Linked DNA regions of Oryctolagus cuniculus: region 1 is linked to region 2. A link is a contact called in public Hi-C data. All regions are on one chromosome and are shown on one strand. The core of a region is the stretch at or near the end of the contact, and the rest is flanking DNA. Distances in the headings are between cores, read along the strand shown. Region 1 overlaps PHC2 (polyhomeotic homolog 2). Region 2 holds the start of LOC100338778 (toll-like receptor 12).

Evidence for each region. A called contact is a pair of places that touch in the nucleus more often than the background predicts.
Region 1: a contact with region 2 is called in a Hi-C map of liver, with 11 times the contacts expected there. The contact joins the enhancer-like site here to the promoter of LOC100338778 in region 2. A contact is called at or near these places in 6 of 6 Hi-C or Micro-C datasets (ear pinna, embryonic fibroblasts, liver and 3 more).

The regions. Positions count from the first base shown.
Region 1 is chr7:139,238,021-139,242,344 of mOryCun1.1, reverse strand. All of the region lies in intron 1 of PHC2 (polyhomeotic homolog 2), which reads right to left. It overlaps LOC138850685 (a long non-coding RNA gene), which reads left to right. Exons shown (of 3, transcript XR_011390789.1): 2 at 739-850; 3 at 2,226-3,930. Among named protein-coding and RNA genes, the nearest start is that of A3GALT2, 56 kb to the left of the region's middle. Within about 2 kb of position 2,599, at least 1 of the 8 cell types and tissues checked has an H3K27ac peak or open chromatin away from gene starts, as enhancers often do. A contact at or near this core is called in ear pinna, where this site is marked.
Region 2 is chr7:139,137,623-139,141,691 of mOryCun1.1, reverse strand. LOC100338778 (toll-like receptor 12) reads left to right here and starts at 1,657. Exons shown (of 1, transcript NM_001329073.1): 1 at 1,657-4,069. The coding sequence starts at 1,657.

The sequences.
Region 1 (4,324 bases), core at 1,350-3,849, 100 kb before region 2:
AAGGACTTGGGCCATCTTTTACTGCTTTCCCAGGCCATAGCAGAGAGCTGGATCAGAAGTGGAGCAGCCGGGACTCAAACCAGTGCCCATAAGGGATGCTGGCACTGCAGGCAGCGGCTTTACCTGCTATGCCACAGCGCTGGCCCCAATGAAATCAATCTTAAAAAAAAAAAATCCTCATGTTTTGGAGTCAGAAAGACCTGGCTTTGAGACCTGGCTCTCAAACTTTCTAGCCGCAAAGCTTTGCGAGTGGCACCTGCCTGACCTTCTAACTCTTCATCTGTCCCGGTCGGGAGCGTAGAGCAACATGTGACGGGTGCACAGCAGAGTGTCAGGCACCCACGTGCTGCTGCGTGTGGTTTATCAGCACCGTGCCCAGCCTGGCTCTTGCAGACTGGCTCCAGGGGATGGGGCCGCTCCAAGACGGACTTGGCAGAGCCTCTGGAAACCTCCCGTTCCTGCAGGGAGCATCCTGGGGCCTCCAAACAGAACTGGAAATTCCATTTCCCCTTGAGGCTCCATGCTGGGGACAGAGAGGGGCTGGAAAGAGGGGACGGGCGGTGGGAGAGGCACACCCAGATCTGAGGTCAGGTTCCTTGTGCTTCTTTCCGGCTGTTCCGCACAATCTCATTTCTACGCAGAAGCCTTTCCTTCTGCCATTCTTTCCTAGCTGTAAAAATAGCATTTCTCCATCACTCCATCAGTCAACCCCGTGCTTGCTGCTTATACTAATTTCAGGAGTGAAACAAATGTGATTTTCTGCATCCACGAAAGCACTGACTAGTGCCAAGGACAGAAGTCGGCGTTGGCGTCCTGTTGGCCTCCCCCCAGGCTGCCTTCTTCAGTCCAGGTGGGTTTCACTGGGGGCTGCAAAAGGTGCGGGCAGAGACTCATAAACCGCAGTGCTGGGCATTGGGAAGCCCGAGCCACTCCCAGGCGGCCAGCAGCGACTTGCTTACAGCTGCCAAAGCAGTCTGAGTCGGCACTCGTGACCTGGGCCTCAGGCAGTGATTCCCCCACCCCGGGTGCTGTACACCTGCTCTTCCTGCACAGTCCAAGGCCCCTAGTCCCCCATTCCCTTCGTCCTGCGCCCCACTCTGTTCTGGGGCTCGTTCCGGCCACTGGCTTGTTCAGCTTGCTCACAAAGTTGCTGATGCAGGAGTCAGTGAGACGGCAAAGTCAATAAGTGTGGCCCAGCCCTGCTCTGTGGAAATCCACCTTCTCTTCTGTTCTAGGGACGTGTAGCTCCCGATCTTGCAGAAACTGAAAAAACTGAGTAGATGAGACTCAACTGATTTTTTTTTTATTTGACAGATATAGTTAGACAGTGAGAGAGAGAGACAGAGAGAAAGTTCTTCCTTCCGTTGGTTCACCCCCCAAATGGCTGCCACAGCCGGAATTACGCCGATCTGAAGCCAGGAGCCAGGTGCTTCCTCCTTGTCTCCCATGCGGGTGCAGGGGCCCAAGCACTTGGGCCATCCTCCACTGCCCTCCCAGGCCACAGCAGAGAGCTGGACTGGAAGAGGAGCAACCAGGACTAGAACCTGGTGCCAATATGGGATGCTGGCACCACAGGCGGAGGATCAACCAAGTGAGCCACGGCACCAGCCCCCTCAACTGAAATTTAAGGATCATCGTGCAACAAGCCACCAAGTGGCAGCTCTGTTCAAACAAGGAACCCCCACAGAGCTCCTCTCCTCCCTTCCCAAAGCACTGAGCCACTCTGGGAATTCCCAATGGAAGTATTCACAGAGAAAATACAACGGAAGGGGCTGGTGGTGTGGTGTAGCAGGGAAAGCGCTACCTGTGACGCCGACACTGGCACCCCATAAGGGCTCTGGTTCTAGTCCCGGCTGTTCCACTTCTGATCCAGCTCTCTGCTATGGCCTGGGAAAGCAGCAGAAGATGGCCCAAGGCCCTGGGTCCCTGCACCCACGTGGGAGACCCGGAAGAAGCTCCTGGTTCCTGGCTCCTGGCTTCAGTCTGGCTCGGTCCTGGCTTTTGTGGCTCCTTGGGGAGTGAACCAGTAGATGGAAGAGCTCTCTCTGTGTGTCTCTTCTCTCTCTGTAACTATGTCTTTCACATAAATAAATCTTAAAAAAAATAGAGTAAAATAAAAATAAAATGGGAAAATAGGGTAGTAGCCACAGTAAATCAGAGGCTAGGATAAGCCACATCCCAGTGAGCAAGCCTCAACCTTAACTTTCTTTTTCTGTCTAATGCAGATGTGGTGGACAGTGTACCTGGATCCTTGCTGAGAAATAAAGCAAGACACAATCTAAGGACGGCACAGCATTCCTTTACGGAACAAACACCGTCCCTGCCCTGGTGAGGACAGCCACCGCTCTCCCGCAGGGGCCAGCCTTACCCTAGCCTCCTGGGGACCCAGGCGGGAGACACCGCTTGGACTCTGCCCACCTGCCTCCTTCTTGCTACCACAAGCATGCCTCGCCCTTCCCTCTCCACTGTGTCCTTCTCGGCTTCTGCTGCTCCTCCTCGCTTTGCCTTTTGGGTCTCCCTGGGTTCCCGGTCTCCATGGGTCTTTGCTGGCTGCTCCTTGGGCGGCCCTCCCCCTCCGGCACACTCAGCACGCTCGCTCGCTGTTCCCCTGTGGGCTCCTGGCACTCCCGTTCTGCTTTTGCCCTCTTGGCCTCCTGCGATTGATCGTGCCTGGCTGCTCTGGCTCACTCTAATGAGCTCCCTCTATTCTTGACCTCGCTGCTCGCTCCTGGCCCCACTCGCTTGCCCTTGACCGCCTCTCCCTGCATCTGGCTCTGTCCGGTTCTGTCTGTGCCTCCCTCCCTTGTCACATGCTCCAGTTCTCCCTCACTTGCTGTGGACTCCCTTGCTTGAGCTTGCTCCTCCTCCCCTGGACCTAGACAGCACATGAACTTGCCACTTGCTCTCCTCTCCAGCAGGCTGGCACCCTCTCTTCCATCTCATGCTTTTGATAGCCACAACTGTCAAGTGTGTGCTCCCTCACTCTCTTGCCTGCTCTCTCGCAATCACTCATGCAAAAGACAGGGGAAGGAAGGAGGCACAGACTCTGATTAGAGGCATCAGAGAGGCAGAGGGACAGCAAGCTTCCCACATACTGGGTTCACTCCCCAAATGCCTGCAATAGCTGGGGCTGGGCCAGCGCTGAAGCCGGAAATCAGGAACTCAATTCAGGTCTCCCATGTGGGTGGCGGGAACCCAATTACTTGAGTCATCGCCTGCTGCCTTAGCCAAGGTCTGCATTAGCAGAGTCAGGAGCCAGAGCTGGGAATGGAATCCAGGCTGCCACAGGATGCAGGCATTTTAGTCACGAGGCAAACACCCACCGCTGGACTAAAATCTGCAATTCAGTAACATTAACCGCACTCACAATGTTGTGCAACCATCCCTGCTATGGATTCCCAGAACTTTGTCATCATCTGAAACAGAAACGCTATTAACTCTTGGGCAATCACTGCCCATTCGGCTCATCCTGCCCCCTGCCTGGCCCCTGGTGACCTCTCATCTCCCTGTCTCTGTGAACTCACGTGTTCTAGATCTATCATCAGAGTCCACCCATGAAGTATTTGTCCTCTGGGTCTGGCTGATTTCGCTCAGCTTAGTTTCCAAGGTTCAGCCACAGGGTGGCATGGATCAGAATTTCCTTGCTCTTTATGGCTGAATGGCCACACACACGGCATCTGTTTATCCGTTCATCTGCCAAGGGACATGTGGGTTGCTTCTGCCTTTCGGCTGCGGTGGATTCCGATGGACAGCCACGTTTGAGTCTGTGCTCTTTGCTGGGTAAATGCTGGCAGGGAGGCTGCTGGGCTTGCTCACTCTAGTTGTCGTCATGTCATTTTAAAAAATGTATCTCACATATATTAGAAAATATCTCCCATATATTAAGCTTTTATTTTATTAAGCTTTTATATTAAAAAAGTATCTCACATATATTAAGCTTTTGTCTGAGTTTTATTTTTAATTGACAAACAACAGTTATATGTGCTTAGGGTATGCAATGTGGTATTTGATATATACAGCATTACAAGGTGGAATGATTAAGTCAGGCTGATTGAATCCATCCATTCATGTACTTATATTTTGTGGTGAAAGCATTTAAACTCTACTTTTGGCAATTCTGAGAGATATGTGCATTGCTATTTGTCACAGTCACCCTCCTGAAGGACAGGTCCCTGGAATCTATGCCTCTGCCTAACTGAAACTGTACCCCTTTGACCAGCCTCACTGTTCCCCTGATGCCCCCACACTCGCCTTGGGCAGCTGTCAGTCTCCTCTTGACTTCTACGACTTCCTCTTCTTCTTTTTAGATTCCACTTCAAGAAGT
Region 2 (4,069 bases), core at 408-2,907:
TGGCTGTTGCAGCCATTTGGGGAGTGAACCAGTAGATGGATGACCTTTCTCTGTCTCTCCTTCTCTCTGTCTATAACTCTACCTCTTAAGTAAGTAAATAAAATCTTTTTTCTAAAAAAAAAGGTCTGTTTCCAGAAATTCTTGGGACCCTAATGTAACCAGGGCGTCTTACAAATGGTGACCCTGGGGCTTCTCCTTTAAAGTCCACATAATGTTCATTTCTGAGCCTTTTCTTTCTTTCTCATTCTCCTTGCTGAGGATTCCATCGTAATGTTGAACAGAAATAGAGGTGTCTCATTTCCAGCTTTAGATGGAATGCAGTAGATGGTTCTTACATTTCTTGTAGAGTTGGGTAGACAGCCTCTCCCTGTGGAGAGCAACCGAGACTGGACTAAATTACTGGAATTGCTAAGACGAATTCTATGCATCTGATCTCCCACAACCTGGAGCTGAGAGAGAGTAAACAACTTCTACACAGCTGCCTCACCAATTCGACTGATAAGCTGCAGGAGCTGATCCTGCTCCTGATTGGAGGAGAGCAGTGTGCTCGGCGTGTGGGCAGCAGAGTTGGGATTGGTGGAAGAGGACTATAAAGGAGGAGAGAGACAACATGCACCAGGAACATCTAAAGGGAACATCTGTGCAGCCCCCGAGAGAGCCGGCCGGCGGTGTGACGCTCCTCTGCGGAAGCGGGGAAAGCGGTGGGGGTGCCGCCGCCCCTCCATGGAGGCGGGGGGGTGGGGGTGCGGCAGCTAACCCAGGACAGCGTCGTTCCTCCGCGAGTGAGGGAACGGCAGCTAACCTGGGAAGGGCCGGGCAAAGAGAACAGCGCAGGGTCCAGTGTCGTTCCTCCGCGAGAGGGGGAGCGACATCTCCCAAGTCAAGGAGTTTGTCTTCTGAGCAGATCGTGGTTCGCTGCATTGCTGGCGATGGTCACCTCCTGCCCTCCCTCCTGCCTGACCCTGCACGTCAGGGTCCACGCCCAGGGGACCTTCCCTCCCTGTGCCTGCTTGGAAGGGCGGGAGCAGAGCTGGCCGGTGCTCCCAGCTGCACCTGGGCTCTTGGTCTCTTCCAGGCAGAACAGGACGTCCACAGGGCAATGTTTTCATGTTTTATTATTCTTACACAGCATCTGCTTTTTCAAAATTCCTGATTTACTTCTCGTTTCTGTTAAGAGTAAGGAGAGGGAGCAGTCAAGGGGGTGATGAGGAGAAGACCCCATTTGTAATTTGCAACAATCCTCCGAAGCAGGTATTAGGATGCTTGTAAAGAAACTGGAGCTCGGACCGGTGGTCCCCAGCATCTCCCACTACTGTGGCAGAGAGGGATCCCGAATCCCTGGCGCCAGAACTCGTGCTTAGGATGCTACTTCCTTCCTCGTGGTGGAGAAGTGAACCCTGGCCCCATTTCACCACTAGCATTCTTCCCCTTCCCCCTGACCCTCGGAGCCCTCATCCCACCCTGACATTCAGTTCCCCAGCCGTTCTGCAGATTGGAAGCGCTGGGACCCTCTGACCCTGCTTCTGGATCCCTTCGGGTCCCTGCTGTGAGTATTGTGTACATACGCGTGCAGAGGGAGGGGGTGGGGGCTGGGAAAAGGAGGGGAGCTAGTGGGGTTCTGATTCCACTTCTCTGTGGCCCAGGCTTGGAGCTGCGATGGGCAGGCGTGTGCTGCTGCCTGGTCTGCTCCTGTGTCTTCCTCCGGCTGCAGGCTGGACGGCTTCTAACTGCCTAGTGACCGAAGGCTCCCGGCTGCCTCTGCTGTCTCGCTACTTCATAAGCTTCCGGCTGTACTCTAGCCTGCCCCTCCTTGCCACATGCTTCTCGGTGACCAACCTGACCCAGGCCTTGGAGGCTGTGCCGCAGAGGGTGCAGGGGCTCTGTCTCTCTGGTACTGTTTCTGTTCTGCCCCAGGATGCCTTCTCCAACTTTCTGGGACTCAAGGTCCTGGAACTGAATCTCCGTCTCAGCCAGCTCCTGCCAGGAGCTCTGCGGGGCCTGGAACAGCTGCAGTATCTCTGTTTCACGGCTCCCCCAATGAAAAAGACGCCACTTTTCCTACCCCCTGATGCCTTTAGCGGCCTCAGTGCCCTCCAACAGCTCAGTTTCTCGGGCCCCTGCCTGGACGAAAGCTTGGGTGTCCGACTGCCTCCTGCGCTACGGCAGCTGTCTGTCACACACGGTTGCCTTCAGGATATGGGGACGCTGGCCAACATCTTCCCAGATCTGGTGCAAGGCGCTTCCTCTGAGGATGCCTGGACCCTGGACAGGCTGGATCTGTCCTTCAACGCGAAGCTGCAGAATATCAGTTCTGGGGCTCTCCAGGGCCTGAGACTGGGGACCCTGCGTCTGGACCGCACCAAGATAAAAGCAGCTGCAGTGCTGGGACTGGGGTTGCAGAGTCTGGACACACTGTTCGCGTCATCCTCTGACACGGTGGTGCTGCCTGCCGAGCTGGTTGCCTCCTTGGAGCTGCAGCAGCTGCATTTGGGGGGCAATCGGATAAAGCGCATAGCGCCGGAGGCCTTGGCTTCCTGCCACAGCCTGAAGACCTTGGATCTTGGAAACACTGGCCTGACGGAGCTGCCACCAAGTTTCCTGGCCACCATGCCCAGGCTTCAGAGACTGAATCTGGCCCAAAACCAGCTGCAGGCTGTCATGCTGTGTGCAAACGAGACAGGGCCTGTGTCAGGCCTGTGGGCCCTGGACATGTCCAGCAATGGATTGCGCATCCTGCCTCCAGCCACCTTCTCCTGCCTGCCACAGCTACAGGAGCTGGAACTTCAGATAAACCAGCTGACTCACCTAGAGGGCCAGATGTTCCAAGGCCTACAGAGGCTAAAGACCTTGAACTTGCACAGCAATCCTTTGGTATCCCTGGGTGAGGGCTGGCTGGCTCCTCTGCGTGCTCTGACCAGTCTGAACCTGCTCAACACCCATGTGGAGCTGAGCTCAGCCGGGGCCTTCTGGGGAGCAGAGAGTCTGCAAGACTTGAAGCTGCAGCTCCCCCGTGGCCCTCCTGGGGTGGCGTTGTCCCTGCCCACCAGGCTGACCAGCCTGGAGCTGCACGCTGTCCCAGGCAGGAAGCCCTGGGAACTGGCTTCTAATGTCTTTCCAGTCTTGCAGACAATGACTTTAAAAGACTGGGGCCTGCAGCTGGGGCCCCAGAATATCTCCAAAATCCTCCCCACTCTTCGCCAGCTCTTTCTGATTGGCCGGAGCTTGGAGGCCCTCTGCTCCCAGGACAACTCTAGCTTCTTCCTGTGGCAGCTCCCCACGCTGCAGTCCCTGAAGGTCCAGGCGCTGGGACACATCTCCAGACCCTGCCGCATCACGGGGCTGCCCAGCCTCCAGGAGCTGAAGCTGGAGTCCTTGAAGTCTAGAGCCCAGCCCCGGCCCCTGCAGCTGGCAGAGCTGGTGGGGGAGCTGCCCCGGCTGGAGGTGCTGCAGCTGTACCACACGGGGCTGCAGACCCTGTCCGCCGCTGCGTTCCGGGGCCTCGGCAGTCTCCAGGTCTTGGTGCTGATGGAGGAGGACAACCTGGTGCTGGACGACAGCCTCCAGGACCACAGTCCCCGGATGCCCCAGTACATGTACATTCTCTCTTCATCCTTGGCCTGTCTCTGCGCCAATGCCTGGGTGGCACCCTGGCTGGAGAGGTCCCCTAGAACCTACTGGCACATCAGAGCGTACCAGATGTGCCCGGCAGAAGCTGAGGGCCGTCCCAAGAGCCCTCTCTTCCCCTTTCTCCAGAGCCACTGCTTCCAGACCTTGGAGCTGGCGCTTTTTGTGGGCTCCTCCTGCCTGCTGCTTCTGTTGATCGCCTTGCCCCTCCTCCAGGAAGCCCGCAACTCTTGGGTCCTTTATCTCCAGGCCTGGCTCAGGGCTTGGCTCCAGGGTCTGTGGGGTCAGAGGGGCGAGGGCAGGAGATTCCTCTACGATGTGTTCGTGTCCCACTGCAGCGAAGACCAGGGCTGGGTGGTGCAGGAGCTGCTGCCTGTTCTGGAGGGCTGTCCTCCAGCTGGCCGCGGACTGCGCCTCTGCCTCCCCGAGAGGGACTTTGAGCCGG